Linked DNA regions of Mus musculus: region 1 is linked to region 2. A link is a contact called in public promoter capture Hi-C data. All regions are on one chromosome and are shown on one strand. The core of a region is the stretch at or near the end of the contact, and the rest is flanking DNA. Distances in the headings are between cores, read along the strand shown.

The links. Promoter capture Hi-C pulls out the DNA fragments that hold promoters and counts their contacts.
Region 1: a promoter capture Hi-C map of second pharyngeal arch cranial neural crest shows a contact between it and region 2, with 4 times the contacts expected there. The contact joins the promoter of Tnip1 here to the promoter of Gpx3 in region 2. A contact is called at or near these places in 16 of 39 promoter capture datasets (the 3T3-L1 cell line, 3T3-L1-derived adipocytes, the C10 cell line and 11 more), 2 of 15 datasets of contacts at CTCF or cohesin (CD8 T cells and the NIH/3T3 cell line), 1 of 484 Hi-C or Micro-C datasets (bone marrow-derived macrophages), 7 of 115 datasets of contacts at active chromatin or transcription factors (the HPC-7 cell line, bone marrow-derived macrophages, embryonic stem cells and 3 more) and 3 of 9 other capture datasets (adipose tissue, liver and pancreatic islet).

Annotation. Positions count from the first base shown.
Region 1 is chr11:54,958,936-54,964,845 of GRCm38.p6, forward strand. It overlaps Tnip1 (TNFAIP3 interacting protein 1), which reads right to left and starts at 4,005. Exons shown (of 19, transcript NM_001199275.2): 1 at 3,898-4,005.
Region 2 is chr11:54,900,436-54,906,200 of GRCm38.p6, forward strand. It overlaps Gpx3 (glutathione peroxidase 3), which reads left to right and starts at 2,419. Exons shown (of 5, transcript NM_008161.4): 1 at 2,419-2,617. The coding sequence starts at 2,531.

The DNA of each region.
Region 1 (5,910 bases), core at 2,755-5,254, 60 kb after region 2:
AGCACTCATAAAAAGCCAGGTGTGACTGTGTGTGTGCTGTTGGGGTGGGGAGGGTGGAGGCAGGAGGATTGCTGTGGCTTAACTGGCCTAGCTCCAGGTTCAGTGAGAGACCCTGTTTCAAAGGAAGAAGGCAGGCCATGATAAATCAGGGTACATGATGTCCTCTTTTGGACTCTAGGCACGTGTGTATCCACCCACACATATGGGCATACAATCAGAACAATACACACAAAGAGAGAGAGAGAGGGAGAGGGAGAACATGGAGTGTGTGCTAGGCCTGCACTTTTACACAATTCATCTCCCATCCAGTCTGTGAAGATCAGGTAGATGGATGCTCTCAGAAGTTCATACAGAGCCAGGTCAGGCTCTTATGCATCGTATCACCACATCTCACCAGCTAACAGGACACAGAACTCAGAATGCCAGCCTTAAAATGGTCTTCAGAAATTATCAAACCCCCAGTCTTATTCACAATAAATAATGAAACTTGCTATTGAAATATGAACAAGAGGGAAGAAAGATGACTGCTGTTTGTGGATAGGAGCTGCTCTTAGGGCCAGTGCAAGTCTAGTTATTTTCTGGCAGGTATGACCCTGAATTTTAGGTTAATACTGATGTCAGTGCCTGGGCTCCCATGCATCTCTCTTTTGATACACACCCCAACTGATGGAAAGCACAGCTGTTTGCCTCTGTGTGTGTGTGTGTGTGTGTGTGTGTGTGTATACTCGAGTATGCATGTGTATGTGGGGCAGCACACAGGTGTGTGGGGGCCAGAGGTCAACCTGAGTGTCATTGCTCAGGAGCCTTCCACCTTGTATTTTGAGACAAGGTCTCTTGCTAGGACCTTTAGCTCACCAATTAGACTAGGCTGGTGCCAGCAAGCCCTGGAGATTCGCTCATCTCTATCTCCACTCCCCCTAATCCTCCACCCATGTGCTGGGTGGGACTAAAGTGTGGATCACTGCAATCGGCTTTTTCTTATGTGGGCTCTGGAGGTCAAACTCAAGTCCTCCACTTTACTGACTGAGCTATTCTATCACCCCTTCTTTACTTTTTTGAGCCAGGGTTTCATGTAGCCCAGGTTGGCCTCAAAATCACTCTCTAGTGAGGAAGACATTCAACTTCTGGTTTTCACGACTCCCTGTCCTGAGTTCTGGGATGTAGCCCCACATCTCCTTTCAACTCTCCTGGGGACTTAGCTTTGTGTGTGATAGGCTACCCTCTGCCTACTGAGCTAAGGTTCATTCCCAGGCTGGAAATAGAATTTTGAATCAAAGAAGTATGAGCCTTATTGTCTTAGAGTGGAAGATAAGGAGCCTGGGCTGGGGGAGAGTGGACCTGAGAGGTGGGGGTGGGAGCATTTAGCAATCCTGGATCTCTTCCTGGACTCTCAGCCCGAGGCAACCTCGGAACACAAAACCCTGTGTGGATTCTAGGTACTTTCTGCTCTTGGGTGTGTGATTATCAGAAAGGGAGATTTGGGTGATGGTTAACAGAGATAAGGAATGACAAACATGTGACCCTGACTGAAATGGGATTTGAGTGCTGGTGACGATTACAGACGGTGCTGGCCCACCCTACTCAAGACCCGGATTCCATCCCTAGTACCTCAGAGAACCGCCTGTGATGGCACACATTTGTAATCCCCACAGTCAAGGGGTGGAGGCTAGAGGATCAGAAACTCAAGGTCAGGCTCAGTTCCATAGGGGATTTGGGGCTAGCCTGGGATACATGAGACCCAGCCAGAAGAAAGAAGAAAGAAAAGGAAAAAATGGCATGTCAACTGGATGACTGCCCCAATCTTAGTTCTACAGAGGCAGAAGCATCAAGACCAAGAATCCAGAGCCAGCCTGGACTACATGAGACTCTGTCTCAAAGCAACCCCTTCTCATCAAATCATACACAAACAACAACAACATCAACAATGGCACTAAATTAACTGAGTCTGTAGTTTCAGCTCCCCTCAGCCTAAAAAGGCATTTTTAATTCTACCTACCTTCCTAGGCTATGAAGGCCACAGTTTTTTTCTGTGTTCATGCATCATCTTTTACATTTATTTTTATTTATTTATTTATTTATTACAAGTGTGTATCATGTGTGTATGTCTCCCTAGCACATGTCACAGCACATGTAATGGAGCTCAGAGGACTGTATGTAGGAGTCCTGTCTCTCTTACTACATGAGTCCCAGGGATTAAACTCGGGTTGTCAGACTTAGCAACAAGCTCCTTTAGCCCCTGAGCCATCTCTGCATCCCCCAGTCATCCTCTCAAGAGGAAGGAAAGCATTTGCATTCACAACTTGCCCTCTTCCCAGGACACCTCCCACCTCCTGAAGTCTGGGCTTTGATTCTGACCCTGACACTCACTCCTGGTCTGTAACCTAGCTTTCTAAGCAAGGCTATGGGGACAACAGCAGGGCCAGTTTGTGGCACACACAGAGAGAAATGGCCCTAGTGATAAGAAGCATGGTCATTGTGGTCTGGGGCAGCAGGGAGTGTGGATCTTCCTCTCTCAGGGGATCTCAGGCCTACTGCTGGGGCTCACTTTGCCTGGATCTCACTGAGAGCTGTCTGAGGAGGTGGCCTCTGGCCACGGCTGCTGGCTTCCTCGCCAGCCTTGTCCTCCTCTTTCTCCTCCCCGGCTCTTTCTCCTGTGTCCCTAACCTGCCTGTTATTCTCTGGTTTCTAGGACAATGACACCAGGGAAATTCCCAGCTCCTCATACACTGGCCCTGCCAGGCCCCTCCCACGGTCTCGAGGAGTCCTGGGTCTTTCCTTCTCTGGCTTCTCTCCCTCTGGCCCGCCTGACTCCAAATCAGAGTATCAAGCTGGCTCCAAACTGGGATCCTAGCTTGCTCCTCATCATCTTCCTGGAAGTGGGAAGAGATTAGTCCCTAAGGGAGGCAGACCCATAGGACCAGAACATTGCCCAATCCTGGGAAGCCCTACCAGGCCCCAATAGCATTTCTCTCTCAATCTACCCCATACCTTCTCATGTCTTCTAGAATCTCGCCACATTCCTCCCTCATTCTGCAGTCCAGAGGTCACTGTCAAAAGTCAGACCCAGCCTCTGGCCCTTACCTCCCCCAGCCAGGGACTTCCCTAGGCTGGCCCTCTGACCAGCTTCGGAAAAACTGGACTGCTTATTATCAAAAAAAGAAGTCCCCACCATCTGCCAGCCCTTGGCCCCACTCCCAGGGCCTCAAGTTCTCGGTGAAAGGTTCACCCTCAGAAGGAGCCAGTGGGCCTCAGAGCAAAGAAGTCTGGAGACAGGGGAGGGGTTCCTTCATTCCAGTGCTGAGGAGGGGCTCAACAGCTATTGTGTCCCCCAGGGAGCAAGATGGGTTTCCACCAACCTTCCTTGTTTGGGTTTAGACTTCCAAACTGCCCAGCTCATCCCACACCATCCCCCTCAAAATTCACATTCACACAGAGACAGACACCCAGACCATCCACAAACATAAACACTCCCATGGACCGATATATGTACCTGCTCCTGGGAGCCTGACACAAATGCAAACATGTCCTCTCACACACAAGAAAATATGGGAACAAGAAAGAGAAAAGTCCCCTTCACCCCTCAGAGAGAGGGATAGTACAGAAAAAGAGAAAGTCTCTCTTTCCTTCCCTTTGGAAAAGTTGCAGACATTCGGAGAGAAGATTGGTCAGAACAAGTACGAGGGAGAGAGACAGAGGTCAGAGGGCAAAGGAGGCTCAGGGAAGAACAGAGACACAGAATTCAAGGCCCTAGGTGGGCCCACCAAGCTAGGCTGGGGAGCAAAAGACCCCAGCTGGCAGAGAAGAGGAGGCCAAGCAGTTACTGACACACAGCTGGGAAGGTCTGGTGGCCTTGACATTACCGTGTGACGCTCCTGGAATCTGCCTTGTCACACCTACCTTCAGCCCAGGTCACTCATCCGAGAATGCACGAGGTGATCTGAAGATGTGCCCAGTGAGTGCGGCCATGCCTCCCTGTGTCCCTGTGAAGGTTGCTGGGCTTTCTGAGCTTCTGCAGGAAGGAGGGCTGGGCGGAGCTGACTCTGAGGCAGGAGGGGAATTCCCCCATGATGGAGAAGCCAGCCACCAGGCAGCCCCACAAGGCCGAGCTGAGGCCCCATCCCGCCTCTGGCAGAGCAGAGGGCCCTTTGCCAGCCTCCACCTGTTGCTCCCCAGGCTGCCTGTCACTTGTGGTAGATTCCAGGAAGGGGAGGGGGCTCTGGAGAAGAGCTGAGAGCCTGCTGGCTCCTGAGCTGGGCTGGGAATCAAGCAAAGGCAGGTACAAGGACACAGGCCACCTGGGCTGCCCTGCTGGGATGGCCTGGAGATATATGTTTCCTCTTTTGTTCAAAGTGGGGGATTCCAGTGTGCGTGGCCTTGGGGAAATCTCCAGGCATCCTGCTCACGTCCTCCTGTCTTGTTCCTGCCTCATCTGCTCCCAAGCATCCTCTCCAGAGGAGGAAAAGTTTCTCATTCTTCCCCAGATGCTGAGTCTTGCTGAGTCTCACTTGGATGTCCAGCCACACTTGGAAACCCTTGGCCCGTTCTGAACCTGCCAGCTGCAGTCTGAGCATGCCACTTCCTCCTGAGCTTTGTGTGATGGTTATTCTCTATGATCAACTTCACTGGATTTAGAAGTCTCGAGGAGATACACCTGGGGTGTGCCTGTAAGGCCTTTTCCAGAGAGGTTTTCCAAAAGAGGGAAGACCCACCTTGAATGTGGACAGCACTGTCCGGGGAGGCTGGGGTTCCAGACTGAATGAAAAGTGGGGATCAGGAGAGGGTTGTTCAAGCACTGTTTTCTGCTTTCTCTGCTCTTCCTGATCCACTAGATGTGAGCGAGCCCCCGGATGCACTTGCCACCACAGCTTAGAGCCACTCCCACACTGCCAGGCCTTCCTACCAGAGTGGACTGTATCACCTCAAACTGGGAGCCAACATAAACCCCTCCTCTAAGATGCTGCTTGTCAGTCTTTTGTCACAACAAATGACTGCTCACACATGCACGTGTCACTGACCCCCATCTCACTCACTGTCACACCCACTGCAAAGTGGGAAACTGAGTCTTGCTCTGTCTGCTTTCTGCAACTGTACCAGAAGCCAAAAGATGCTTTGTCGACACCCCTTGTAAACCACTGACTACATATATAAAGTTACCCACTGCCATTCACTACCTGCCACAAAAATGTCTGAGGAGATAGGAAGAGGCCACCTGGGTGAGAGAGGCTTTCTTGATTATCCCTAGTTCAGGACTGTCCTATCCAACTGAGTGACCATTATCCACATATGGTGGATCAAATGTAAATTAACTAAACCTAAATAAAAGCAATAATTGAGGAAATGAGGAAATAGCTCAGTGGGTAAAGTGCTCACTGATTTTGAGCCCCAGCACCCAAATTTAAAAGTCTGGTGTAGATACACACAGGCCAGTGCTGGGGAGGCAGAGACAGGATATCTGGGATCTGTGGGTCAGCCAGTCTAGCTAAACTGATGAGCCGGAGGCAGTGAGAGAACCTGTCATAAAAAACAAGATGGTTGTCACCTAAGGAGTAACACCTGAGGTTCACTGCTGGGCTTCACGTATATGTACACACATATGCACATGTCCTACACACTCACACTCACACACACATACACACACACACACACACACACACACACACACACACACACACTCAGTTCCTTAATAGCATTAGGCACCTTTCATTGTGATGTATAGCCAGGATGACAGCTGTTCCTACATGTGACTTGAGGTTACAGGTGTGTACTACTATGCATGTGGCTTTGAGCCCTTGAAGAGTGGTCAGTGCCATGAGGAAGATGGTATGGTGTAGAAAAGAGTGCTAGACTGGGAGTCAGGAAACCCCTAACTAAATTCACTTAGAAGTCATTTCTCCTGTCTGGTCTTCAGTT
Region 2 (5,765 bases), core at 1,169-3,668:
TGCCTCCCAAGTGCTGGGATTAAAGGCATGTGCCACCATGCACTAAGTTACCCAGGCTGACCTTGAACTTGTCATCCTCCACACAGTGCCCCAAGTAATGGGGTCACAGGTTATGCCACCAGCTTTCAGGCTCATCTCTTTGCCTGGTTGAATTTAAGGAAGGCATTTTTGTTTTATATAAAGTTTTACTTTGTAGTTCAAGCTATTGGTTATTTGAGGGGAAGCTTCTTTGTTCCCCCGTTTTGTTTTTGTAAGAGGGTCTTGCAATGTATAGTAGAGCCTGACCTGGAGCTTGCTCCTCAGATTGGTCTTGAACTTGCCACCCACAATCTCAGCCTCCTTAGCCACCGCAGAATCCTTGGGACTCATGCCTCCTCTGTGTAGAATGCAAAAGCTTTCTTTCTTTCCTTTTTCCTCCCCCCCTCCCTTGTTTGTTTTGAAACAGGGTTTTTCTGTGTAGCTGTGGCTGTCCCTGAACTTGTTTTGTAGACCAGGCTGGCCTTGAACTCACAGAGATGTACTTACTTTTTCCTCTGTCTCCCAAGCGCTGGGATTAAAGGCTGTGCCACTACATCCAAGCAGCAGTTTGCTTTCTTATACACATGAAGACCACCCATAGTGGCCTGGATTCTTCCACATCAATTATCAATCAAGAAAATGCTCCCACAGGCCAGTCTGATAGAGGCAATCCTCAACTGTGGCTCCTTCTTCCCAGATGACTCCAGTTTGTGTCAAATTGACAAAACCAAACCAAACCAAACCAAAACCAATGCAACCAAGCACTGCTCATGGACACAGTCATTCAAAACCCAAAGCCTGAGTATTGTGAGTGGGTCACTCCCAGAGGATACAGAAAAAAAGGGCAACAGAACAACATGGACCAGAGACTGTCTTCTGGTAGGTTATCTGCCACAAATTTACTGCAGGAATTTTCATAAAGGACTGCAAGGTTGCTAGGCCTCAGGAACTTAAGGTTTTAGAATAGTGATATCAATTAAAAACCTACTGTGTCAGCTAGTCACATGCCTCCATGGTATAAGGGCTTCCTGGTCTCCAGGTTCTTTCTACTTCAACACAATGAGTTTATCCATTTATTTATTATTGTTGTGCTGGAGGTTAGAAGTCAACTCTCAGAAACCAGTTCGTTCCTTCCTTGCACCCTTGGTTCTGGAGATTAAACTCAAGTCATCAGTTGCAAGCCCTTTTATTACACAGCCTTGTGAGGGCTTTTACCTGCTGAGCCATCTCACCAGCCCCACCATAGAGCCAGGCCTTATGAGTGCAGAAAATTTCAAATTCCACGGGTCACATTAACTCCCTGAATCATAGTAAAAGCATGGTACTTCGAGGCATCTCTGAGTCAGGAACTTTTCAGAAGGCCACCTAATCTAGGACTCACACAACCAAGACTGGGGTCAGGGGCCTTCGAATCCCTTCTGCAATGAGTCTGAAGGCAGAGGCTCAACACAGTGGTTCTGATGTGCAGCCCAAGACTGTCCTAACAGCTCTCCAGCCCACTGTGGTAGCAAGGCAGGATGCACCAAACCTCTATTGCAGACCGGATTAAGCCTGGAAGCTCTCAATCTAGAGATGCCTGGCCTGACCTTATATGAAAGCACAAACAAATCTGATGATTTAATGATTGATTCAACAAATATTTAAACACCTGTTGTGTACACTCAAGAGACTCCTGGACTAGGCCTACTGCTTAGAAGCAAATCACATAGTCAGAGCCTGGGAGACCTTAGAGCTCATTAACCAATCCCATCATTATAGTAGAGGAAACTGAGGCTCAGAGAAGGGAAATAATGAGTTTAAGACCACAGAGATAGACACATAATTTTTATGTGCTAATTTAAAAAAAAGGTGGTGGTGGTGTATTTTCTGGTTCCTACTCTCCTGAGCTGTCACCCACAACCTAACCGAGAAGGCTGAATTTAAAATCACGTTCACAGATCCCTCTAGCTTGCTGATGCTGGGGATTGAATAAACCTATGGCCTCATGCGAGCTGGTCAAGTGCTGTACCACTAAGCTACATTCCCAGTTGGCGCAGGGTCTCAGTCTGTAGCTAAGGCTGCAGATTGCACTGAACCTACGCAATCCTCCTGTTTCAGCTTTTTGGATTCTGCGATTACAGGCGTGAGTCTCTACACCTGGCTCACACAGTGCTTATTATTTGCACTAACGGGTTCTATGTTAAGTCCTCGGGGCCCTAGGTTTTCAGAGCTTGGGGAAAAAAGCTGTGTCCTGGGTGTTGTCTAGAACCTTGGCCGCGCCCATCTCCTGTTCTTCCCAGGCAGCCGGGCCCCCTTCTCTTCCTCCTAGGCTTGTGTCACCGTCGCCCCGGTCTGGGGAGAGGAGGAAAAAGGGGCGGGTATGTCTTGCCCTTTAAATCTTAACCGCGTTGCCATTGGCTAGGAAGCCCCCGCCTGGCTGCGGATTGGCCACAGTGGATGGCTTGAAATGTGGCTGAGCGCTTCGGACACCTCAGACGGACGGTGGCCACCCCAAGACGCGCCCCAGCCCGCCATGGCCCGGATCCTCCGGGCATCCTGCCTTCTGTCCCTGCTCCTGGCCGGGTTTGTTCCGCCGGGCCGGGGACAAGAGAAGTCTAAGGTGAGTGAACCTCCGGAGCTCAAGAAGAGTCCATGGCACCCAGGTGTCCACTGCGCGACTGGGAGAGCCACTGCTTCCCCAGAGGCACCGAGAGCCTCACTTGTAACCCTCGGTCTCTGCGCTCTTCCAACACAGACCCGCGTGCTTCAGAGGGCAGTACTAACCCAGGAGGGCAGTCTTTCCCGAGTTTATACATTTTCTTCCACTGTCATCTTGGGGTCGCTGGTGGCCACAATCCTGAAAAAAAATTGCCGGGGAAGAGGGTGGGCCGATGGTTTCTTCACTCATCCCAGGGCGCTGGAGGCAGAGATCTGTGACAGGAAGAATTTTTATTTGGGGGCGCATCCCTTTCTGGGCCTCAGTTTCTCCATCAGCAGGGCGTAGCTGGAGAGGATGGCTGGAAGGCTATGGAACCCTGCAGTTGCTTTCCCTATTCACAGTTCACTGGCCTGCCATGCATGGAGCAGACACTGTAGCTAGAGAAGCCAACCCAGGCCAGGAAGTCTTCTGGAGCTTCATCTCTCCTAGTCTAGCTGTGGTACCCTGAACTGGAATAGAAATGGCGAGCCTGAGGGCAGATGCCCCGGCATGCTTATCTTCTTGGTCAGGCCTGTGCTGGGTGGGCTCTGTAGGCCTCTCCTCTTCCCTAGGGTGAGAATGCAGAAAGCATGAACCCAAAGAAAGAGACTGTGGTCCCCAACTTCACACACACCATGCACACCATGCACCCCTGCACACTTGCATGCGTGGGCACAAAACTGGGTAGGCTCTAGCTTTGAGTTTCTAAAATCCTCAGGGTCTTCCTTCTAAGATCTTGTATGTCCGAGAGAGAGAGAGAGAGAGAGAGAGAGAGAGAGAGATTGATTAGGGGGTGTGGTGTGGAGATGGGGTGGGGGTGGACGGGGGCACTAGCCCTGTGCCTTTAGTGTGGGAACTGCTTGGGTTGGGGGTTGAATCCTGTCCTGAGGAGGCTGCAGGAAAGCACACTGGCCTTGTGCTGTCCATAGAATGAAGGAGAGATGGGTGAGTTCAGAGGGAAGAGAGAGAGCAGTCTAGAAAAGTCTTAGGGTGTGGTGTTATCTTATCTCATAACTAGCTGAAGCTTCTGGCTCCTCACAGCCCAGGCATGCCCATCTGAGCTCCCAGGTCCTTGGAGTTAACACATTACAGCTCTGGCTTCTGGGATTCAACTGCTTGCCTGGATCCAACTTCAGAACAAGGGAACAGGGAGGGGACGTGTGCAGACCCAGTGTGATAAAGCCACTGAAAGATGTCCTCTACACTCAAAGGGAGGGGCAAGGACAGGGAAAGCCTCTGTCTGGTCCAGGTTACAGCTGCAGAAGGCTTTGCATAGCTGTGGACTACCAGCTGCTGACGTGGCATCCTAGTAACCACTGGTTTCTAGGTGACTGACTGCACAAGGCAGAGAGCATCATGGGAGCACAGGCTGACGTCAAGGCTGAAAGGCCTTAAGTGGACCTGAATCCCACTCCATCTTACAGTTGACAGGCTGGAATCCTGAGAAGGGGGAGGGATGGTCACACACTGCCAGAGGCCCAGCTGGGTCCAGCTGCCATCTCCAACCTCTCAGACCTGTCATGCTCCCAACATCTCACCAATGGGTGTAGGAAGATGGAATAGGGAAGACATGGACCAGTAGTAGCCCTAGGCATCCAGGAAGCTTAGCTCAGTGTATTCCCCCCCAGCCCCACCCCTTTTGTTCCTCGTTCCCTTTCAGTACTCTTCTCTGGCCTCCCTGGTGGAGGAATAGGGCTATGGGATTCTATGAACCCAGAGGAAGGAAGCTGGGGGTGGGGGTGGGGTTGGGGACTCAATTGGTGAGTATAATCTATGGCTCATTTATCAAGACCACCCTCCGACCTATGCTAGCCTGGGCCCCCAGCATGAGCCCTATTCTCCTCCCATAGAAAGCATGGCAGTTGCCATTATTCATTTCTTAGGGCAGCTAGCACACAATTAAGGCCTCTCTGTACTATGACCCTTCCAGGCCTTTGGCCCTTGCTGCAGGTAATCTCCATGTCCTGCTGGCCCAAGCCTGTTTTCATCTGTCAGTAGTTTCTCAAAGTCATTTTGAGTGTTGGGATGACAATTCGATGAGTAAAATCATTGTTATGGAAGCAAGAGGATCTGAGTTCAAATCCCCAGCATCCATGAAAAAGCCAGGTATGGCCACACACGTGCCAACAATGGTGAGGTGGTGGGGCAGAGACTGGCAGATTCAGGAGCTCATCACCAGCAGAGTCAAACACTGAGCACAGCTGACAGGGTCAGCAACATGGCTCTGGGGTGACGATGCTTGTAACCAAGCTTGAGACCTGAGTTTGATTCCTAGAACCCACATGTAGGAACTCACTGGGTCTTCCCAGCTGTCCTTTGATCTCCACATGCTGTGACATCCTCCCCCAAATAAGTGAATAAATGTAATGAAATAATTTAATAGAGAAACTCTCACGATTTTCTTCTTTGGCTTCCACATGTAACTGGCTAGACACACAGCCAAACAAAACAGCAACAAACACACACTTTTGAGAGGCAAATGGAATTAACCTCTCAGACCAAAGCCCAAAGGATTAAGATGGTTTGCTCAGGGCCACACAGCCGGTAAAGATAACCGAGTCTTACTCAAGGGTCTCCTCATGTCCCCTTCCTTAAGACTATCCGGAGAAGCTGGACCCACGGGTGTTTCCCATTATTCAGTGAGCCTCTGGGATCTCCTCCCCACATCTGAGATTCAGCTTGGTATGAAGGTGAAGCGCCATGCAGGGAGGTAGCAGGGTTGTATCTCACTGTTTTTACTATGTTGCTCTTGTTGAGGCAAGGTATCTCAACGTAGCCCAGGCTAGCCCTAAACTTTCCACCTCCTGTTCCAGCCTCTGATGCTGGCCTTACTGATGTGTGACCCCCAAGCCTGAGGCTGTTTGCCTTTTAGGGTGGAAGTGATCTCAGCTGGGGCTTCAGAAGCCTGGGGCAGGGCTGTCCAGCTGAGCATTCAGTCTAACACTCGCAGTATTTAGACTCCCGGAAAGCAGGGACTTTGCACCCCAGCCAGGAGAGCTGTCAGCTGTCAGGGATGACCCAGCAAAGGCAGCCAGGCTCACTCGGCTGGCTAGCCAGGCCTGCAGTGATA